Regions from separate parts of the Mus musculus genome. Here region 1 is linked to region 2. A link is a contact called in public Hi-C data. All regions are on one chromosome and are shown on one strand. The core of a region is the stretch at or near the end of the contact, and the rest is flanking DNA. Distances in the headings are between cores, read along the strand shown. Region 1 holds the start of Ndufs6 (NADH:ubiquinone oxidoreductase core subunit S6). Region 2 holds the start of Tent4a (terminal nucleotidyltransferase 4A).

Region 1 (3,117 bases), core at 539-3,038, 3.8 Mb after region 2:
TGCCATAAGAGTAAGAGCCATAACATGGAGAGTAAGCCAGTAAGCAGCACTCCTCCATGGTCTCTGCATCAGTCCCTGCCTCAAGTTCCTGCCCTGACTTCCCTCAGGAATACGACCTGAGAGTTATAAAATGAAACCCTTTTGTCCCCAACCGCTTTGGGTCATGGTGTTTTATCTCAGCAATAAAAAAAAAAAAAAAAAAAAAAAAATGCTACGGCAAGTACCAGACTGAAAACAAGATCATGCTTATGAAAATCTCAACTACTGTTCCAAGATGCTCTGCAGTCTGAGAGGAAGAGAAAAAAAGTTAACACAATTTGTACTTAGGACTCTGCGTTTTCTAGGGTGGTTGTGATATGTGAGGATTTCTTTAGCTTCTTCCATGTTAAGCTGGCACACACTAAGTACCACTTCCAGGAGGAGCCTAGGACCAACAATGAGGATACAAAAGAGCTACCTCAAAGCTCAAATACCTTTAAGGAACACGAGCTACCTCAAAGATGGGCCCAAGTACAAACATGAAATCCACTTGTCTCTTTACACCTCATACAGAGCTTGAAGGTATTTTTATGCAATACCTCAGTTGTGCCTGTCTTTTCATTACAATCTACCACCCAAGTCAGGCGCAGGATTCACTGTGGTACATTAGTGCTCAATACACTTCCGGCATTTGAGTTGCTCAACCTGCTTAAGTTTTACGAATTCCTCTATCTTTCACTTACCTCTTTCTGACGATCTACAAAACGAACCCTCCTGTAGTCTTTTTCATCATACACCTGGAAAAAAAAGGCCATCTATTATTCTAAATAAAGTCACATAATATTGATTGAAAATACTATAGAACGATGTTCCCCTTGGCCTATACCCATTGATGAGGAGACAGACCCACTAAGAGGCAAAATGAACTTGTACTGAACGGTCTCAGGGGATGACAGGCTGGAGTGCAGACTGGAGACAAAGTTCCTGCCCTCACAAGTAGCCAACTCCAACAGGCGCGATTTCATTTCAGCAGACATAGTTTCTCATTTTTTGGTTCACTATTATATTGAACGAACGCTAGGGTTGCTTTATACACTATTGATAGGCTATTTCTCCACTGGTGAAATGAACCAATTCAAGCCAGATTAAATTATATTAAAGGTAGGTTTATTGGGAAGCCGCTCTCAGGTGAGTTCACTGGCCCCAAGGATTGAGGCCAGAGAAGTCACCATTGGGACAGGAGGAGGGGTCGGGGGAGAGAAAGGGAGTGTGTTCAAGGAGAGGAGAAAGAGACAGGGTGGGAGAAACCAAAATGCCTGGATTATATAGGGAGGATCCTGGGCTGCAACGCCAGGTAGGGACTGAGGAATGCTGGGAGAACCTGCATGCCGGGTCTCCTTTGATATGTAAAATATGCACCTCAGTCCTCTGTCCCGGGTCCAAAACACAACAATCATTTGTTAAAACATTGAACTTAATATAAAGATATGGCCTAAAGAATGAGGAGATCCAAGTCCCAACCGAAAGCCACCAGCTAGAAACCGGAGCAGCGGGTTGCACAAGGTGAGCCCAGTAGTGCCGCGCGCTAGCCTGGCAGAAGCACACCTTGCTGCGCTCCCTGCTACCGTCAGTCTTGGGTTCCAGGCATGGCGGGCGCGGCCGTTACCTGGCCGGTATGCGTGATCTTTTCCCCGCTCGGCGACACTTGAACCCCGAAACCCCGTGCAGCCCTGGGGAGAGTCAACAGCCGGCGGAAGGTCAGCACCGCCGCCATCTTGCCGGTGACCCTTGACCCCACGCGTCGTACCAAGTGCCGGCGCAGGCGCACAGCAGTCGGCGGGGAGTACTTGTGGAACTTTTTTCGTCCTATGCCTGAGCGGCTGGCGGGGCTGGTGGTGGAACTGGATAGGATGCGGAGCTGCGGCTTAACTGTGCGCAGTGTTCAAAGGTTACTAGTGTGACAAAGGCAGGGGGTGGGGGGACGGAAACTGAAGATGCGCTGTGTGTGCTTTTATGCCAATGGAGAAAATGCAGATTTTCCGTGGGTTGGTTTGTTTTTTGTTTTCTGTTTTGTTTTGAGTAAAGAAGTAAGTTGTTCAGCAGAAGAAACAGTTTGTGCAGTCAACTCTCCTGGTCCTGTATGTTGGTGTAGGAAAGTTAGATTTCTGAGCATTTTTGCAACGCTGCAGTAGTTCAGTTTCCAGTTAGACTGCAAGGAAGTTTACCCAGCATTGGAAAGCTGTCCGGAAAAGCTCTGCTATGTAGAAAAAAACCTGATGCAAATCGTAGTCTGTAACTCTGAAGGCTGTTTTGGCCTCTCCTGCCTCATTTGAATCTGAGTCCGAACCTCCCTTGGAACGACATATACTGTCAAACCCCAAAGTAGCCTGAACAACTTTGCTCAGAGGTAGACAGGTGGGACCCCAGACTCAGAGCAGGGCCGGGTCACTAATTCCGAGAAAGTGCCAGAAGCTAGCATGTGTTGTTTGGGATCTCTTGGCCAGGATTGGAGGTTAATGACCTGGTATCTACCTTTCTGTGCTCTGCTATAGCATAAGGACTAGGTGAGTCTGAAGACGAAAGGGGTAACCAGAGAGGGCCCTAAGACACAAGGACAAAGACCTCGCCAAGTTGAAAAATGCCCCAATAAATGTGGGCCTAAGATGCCCTGGCTAGCCTTAAGCTCTGTAAGCCAGGCTAACCTAGCACTCACTGTCTTCCTGCCTCAGCCTTTGGAGTGCTGGGATTTCAGGCTTATGTCTCCACACCCTGTCCTGCAGATTTGTCTCATTCTCCCTCTTTTTAAAGGATTTATTTTATATGTATGAGTGTATACATTTATATATGGCCATGTGTGTGGTTACCTGGTACCAAGAGAAGGGCACAGGATCTCCAGACAGGTCAAGTTACAGTCCATTTGAGTAGTTGTGTGGGTGCTGGGAACAGAATGATGGTCTTCTGCAAGAGTAGCAGGTGCTCTTAGCCATCAAGCTATCTCTCCAGCCCTAAGTCTCTATTTAAACCCTAACACCCCCTGTCTGTGTATGAGTTCACACACATGTGAGTTCATACACAGGTGCCACAGAGCACATGTGGAAGTTGGAGGAAGCCAGTCTCTTTTTCCATGTGAGTTCTGGG
Region 2 (3,071 bases), core at 260-2,759:
CTGATGCCTAAGTACCCAAGTGGAACTCTGTCAGAGGCTAGGATCCGTCTCCCGGCAGACACCATGTCCATTACAGTTATGTAACAATCCAGAAACCTCCCGTAGGTCCACGGCCACACCTGTCTCACAAAGTTCTACAAGCAAGCACTGCGGGGGAACTGGCAGAAGAAACCAGGCTCCTCCTGGATTTGTAGTGCATGCTGGAGAATCCCGACCCAAAGATCCAAGGCAGGTGAAACAAGTTGCAGAGGGGACAACTGTTTCTATGTAACACCCCCAACCCCTTAAAGAGTATCCGTGTTCCCCACAGACCTCAAACCGCAAACAGCCCCCTAAGAAGTTACCTCAAAGGAGTCCCAGGGCCTAGCAACCACCCGGGTGGACTTGAACTGGGGATGTCGCTCCCTGGAGTGAGGGGGAGGGGGGGAGGTTAGACGCCCTTTAAGAGCGGCAGGAACTGAGGCAAATCAAGCTCACCAGTCTTGAGACTACACAACCACTATTTTGTTTCTAGATGTTCAGAAATTCAACCAATAGGTTGAATGAAGAGCTTCATACTAGAAAAGTCTCACCTGGGGCAATTCCAGACCAACACCCCCACCTTGCTGTCATTGGGGACATTAAACCGCTAAGGTCCTCTGAGCCTTATGGAAAAATTTTTAAATGAAAACACCTTCCTGTGAGTTCACAGGAAAAAAACCTGAGTACTATTAGGTGGTTTTCAGAAACCCCAGGTGACGGTCTTTCTGTGAACGTCTGCCCAAAATTAAAACGTACGAGGTAACCTCAACACACACAAGACTCCACTTCTAAACCTCACTTGATGGCTAAACTGCACCAATACCAAAAACCTACTGTCTCAAAAAAAGGGAACAAAAATTTTTTACATTCAACCTCACTACACTAAGATACAGGATTTAGCCTACAGGAAAGAACACGCGTAAACGCTTCCCACTCTGACAGCCAGCCCTTGCTTCCCTGCCCTGGAGCAGAGGAAAGAAAGGAACCACTTTCTAGTCTAGCCCTAGGCCTCCATCCCGAACTGTCAATCCCCCCTGCCTGGTGGATCTCGATCCAACGGAGTTTTTAAAGTGCCCGCGCCGCTGGCAGCCCCGCGGCTCGGGCGCACTCACCCCTGGATGCCCGGGCTGTACGCGCGGCTCTTCCACGGCGTGCCGGGCCGCGCCGCCTGGGCCCCGGGGCCGCCCCCTCCGCTCAGCGTGGCCGCGCGGCTGCCCGACAGCAGGTAGTTGAGGCCATACGTGCTGGCCTTGTTCTCGCGTTTCCGCCGACCCGGGTGGAACTGGTGCTGCGGCGGCGAGCCGGCGGGCGTGGAGCCGCGTGGGCCCGGGTGTGCGTGGGCAGCACCGTCGGCGAAGCTGAAGAAGGTGCGGCCGCTGCCGGCGCGGCCGAGCGAGGTGCTGCTGGAGGACGACGACGAGCAGCCGGGACTCTCGGTGCCCGACTCGGCGTTGGACGACGACGAGGACGACGACGACGACAGCGACGGGGACTTGTGCAAGCGTCTTGCGCTGTCCGCCGCGGGCCCTAGCGCGGTAAGCAGCGCCGGGGGCAGCGCGGCGGGGCCGGGCGCCGGCGGCGGGGACGAGGCGGCGGGCGCCGGCCCCGGGCCTCCTGCTGCTGGTGCTGCGCGCCCCGCCGCCCCGGGCGCGGCCGCCGTGTCCAGCGCCGGCGAGTTGAGGCAGAAGTAGGACGCGAAGCCGGAGCCGCCACGGCCCACGCCCTGCGAGGTCTCCCAGATCTGCATCCACAGGGCATTGGCCGGCCCCTTCTGCTCCGGCTGGATCCAGGCCACGCGCGGATCCATCCACGCGCCGCCCCCGCGGGGCCCGCGTCGCCCGCCGCGCCCCGCCCCCGCCGCGCCCCGCCCCGCCGCGCCCCGGGCCGGCCGCGCGGACGGACGGACGGACGGGCCTGGGCCGCGCTCCGGTGCGCGCGGATGGGCGCGGGCGGCGCTCGGTGGGGCGCGCGGCGCAGCTGCGGTCCCGGTGGCTCAGGCGGCGCGGGGAGGGCGAGGGGGCCGCGGCGGCGGCGGCGTAGCGTGCGGGCGGCAGGGAGAGGCCATCGAAGGGGCGGTGACCGGCCGAGGGGGCGGGCCCAGAGCGTCGGGCCGTCAGTCAGTCACGGCGCTCCTGCGGCGCGGCGGCGGAAAGACGCCCTCGGCGGCGGCCGGGAACGGAGAGGGATGGGGGCCGCCGCCTCAGCTCCAATGAGGGGCGGGGAGGCGGCGCGGGGGCGGCGGCGCGGGGGCGCGGCCTCCCTCGCGGGCCGCGGCGCAGTGCGCACGCGCGGGGATTTCAAATCCTCACTAGACAGCGCCGCCTTGGTTACCGCGCTTGCGCACTGCGCGCTCCGGGCGGCGGCGGAGAGACAGTGGCGCGGGCGCATGCAGACCAGACAGACAGGGCGGGGCCGGAGGGGCGGGTGCGGGTCGGCGCTGGGCTGTGTGGGCCGCGCTGCGCGTGCGCAGACACGCCAGCGTGCCGGGTGGAAGTTTCCGCGCCGGCTGGTGTGCTGCGGTCGCGGACCGCCTGGGAAAACGAAACCGCTGCGACTGCACCGGGTCGAGCCCCCGCCCTCCCGCCTTCTCCTCGCGTGCTCTGTACGGTGGAGTGACTGGGCAGAGCCGGCCACGCGTGGCCCGTCGCTCGCAACGCGCTCCACCAAACGCGCCTGCTCTGGCATGCGCCGCGTGCGGGCGCCACGGCCCGTGAAGCCGGAAGCAGCTCTGGTGTCCTGTGCGTTTGGTGTGCGGGTCCAGCCCAGCGGGTGCCCGCTCTGCCTCTGCCGTCCTTGGGCCTCTGCATCCGGGCTCCGCTAATTTTGAGCATAAGAGAACTGCTTCCCTCGTGGTCTGTACCACCGTGGAGCAAACCTTACCAAGTACTTGGCCCTTCTCACACTGTACCAAGGTGGAAGTAAGGGCCAGGTAGCGTGCTTACTGCCTTCAGTCAGTAGCGTTAATGCGAATGAATGTTTTATCTCTGGCGTTTTCTGACCACCGGTGTATGTGGAGATCACAGCCAATGAGCAGAGCCTATGCTTTGTGT

What was found. A called contact is a pair of places that touch in the nucleus more often than the background predicts.
Region 1: a contact with region 2 is called in a Hi-C map of CD8 T cells, with 7 times the contacts expected there. The contact joins the promoter of Ndufs6 here to the promoter of Tent4a in region 2. A contact is called at or near these places in 1 of 39 promoter capture datasets (pre-B cells) and 2 of 484 Hi-C or Micro-C datasets (CD4 T cells and CD8 T cells).

The regions. Positions count from the first base shown.
Region 1 is chr13:73,326,694-73,329,810 of GRCm38.p6, forward strand. It overlaps Ndufs6 (NADH:ubiquinone oxidoreductase core subunit S6), which reads right to left and starts at 1,789. Exons shown (of 4, transcript NM_010888.2): 1 at 1,646-1,789; 2 at 723-776. The coding sequence starts at 1,753. It also overlaps a transcript of Mrpl36 not described here.
Region 2 is chr13:69,532,355-69,535,425 of GRCm38.p6, forward strand. It overlaps Tent4a (terminal nucleotidyltransferase 4A), which reads right to left and starts at 1,510. Exons shown (of 13, transcript NM_198600.2): 1 at 1,134-1,510. It overlaps A930018O16Rik, which reads left to right and starts at 1,961. Exons shown (of 1, transcript XM_011244606.3): 1 at 1,961-3,071. The coding sequence starts at 1,961. The coding sequence ends at 2,842.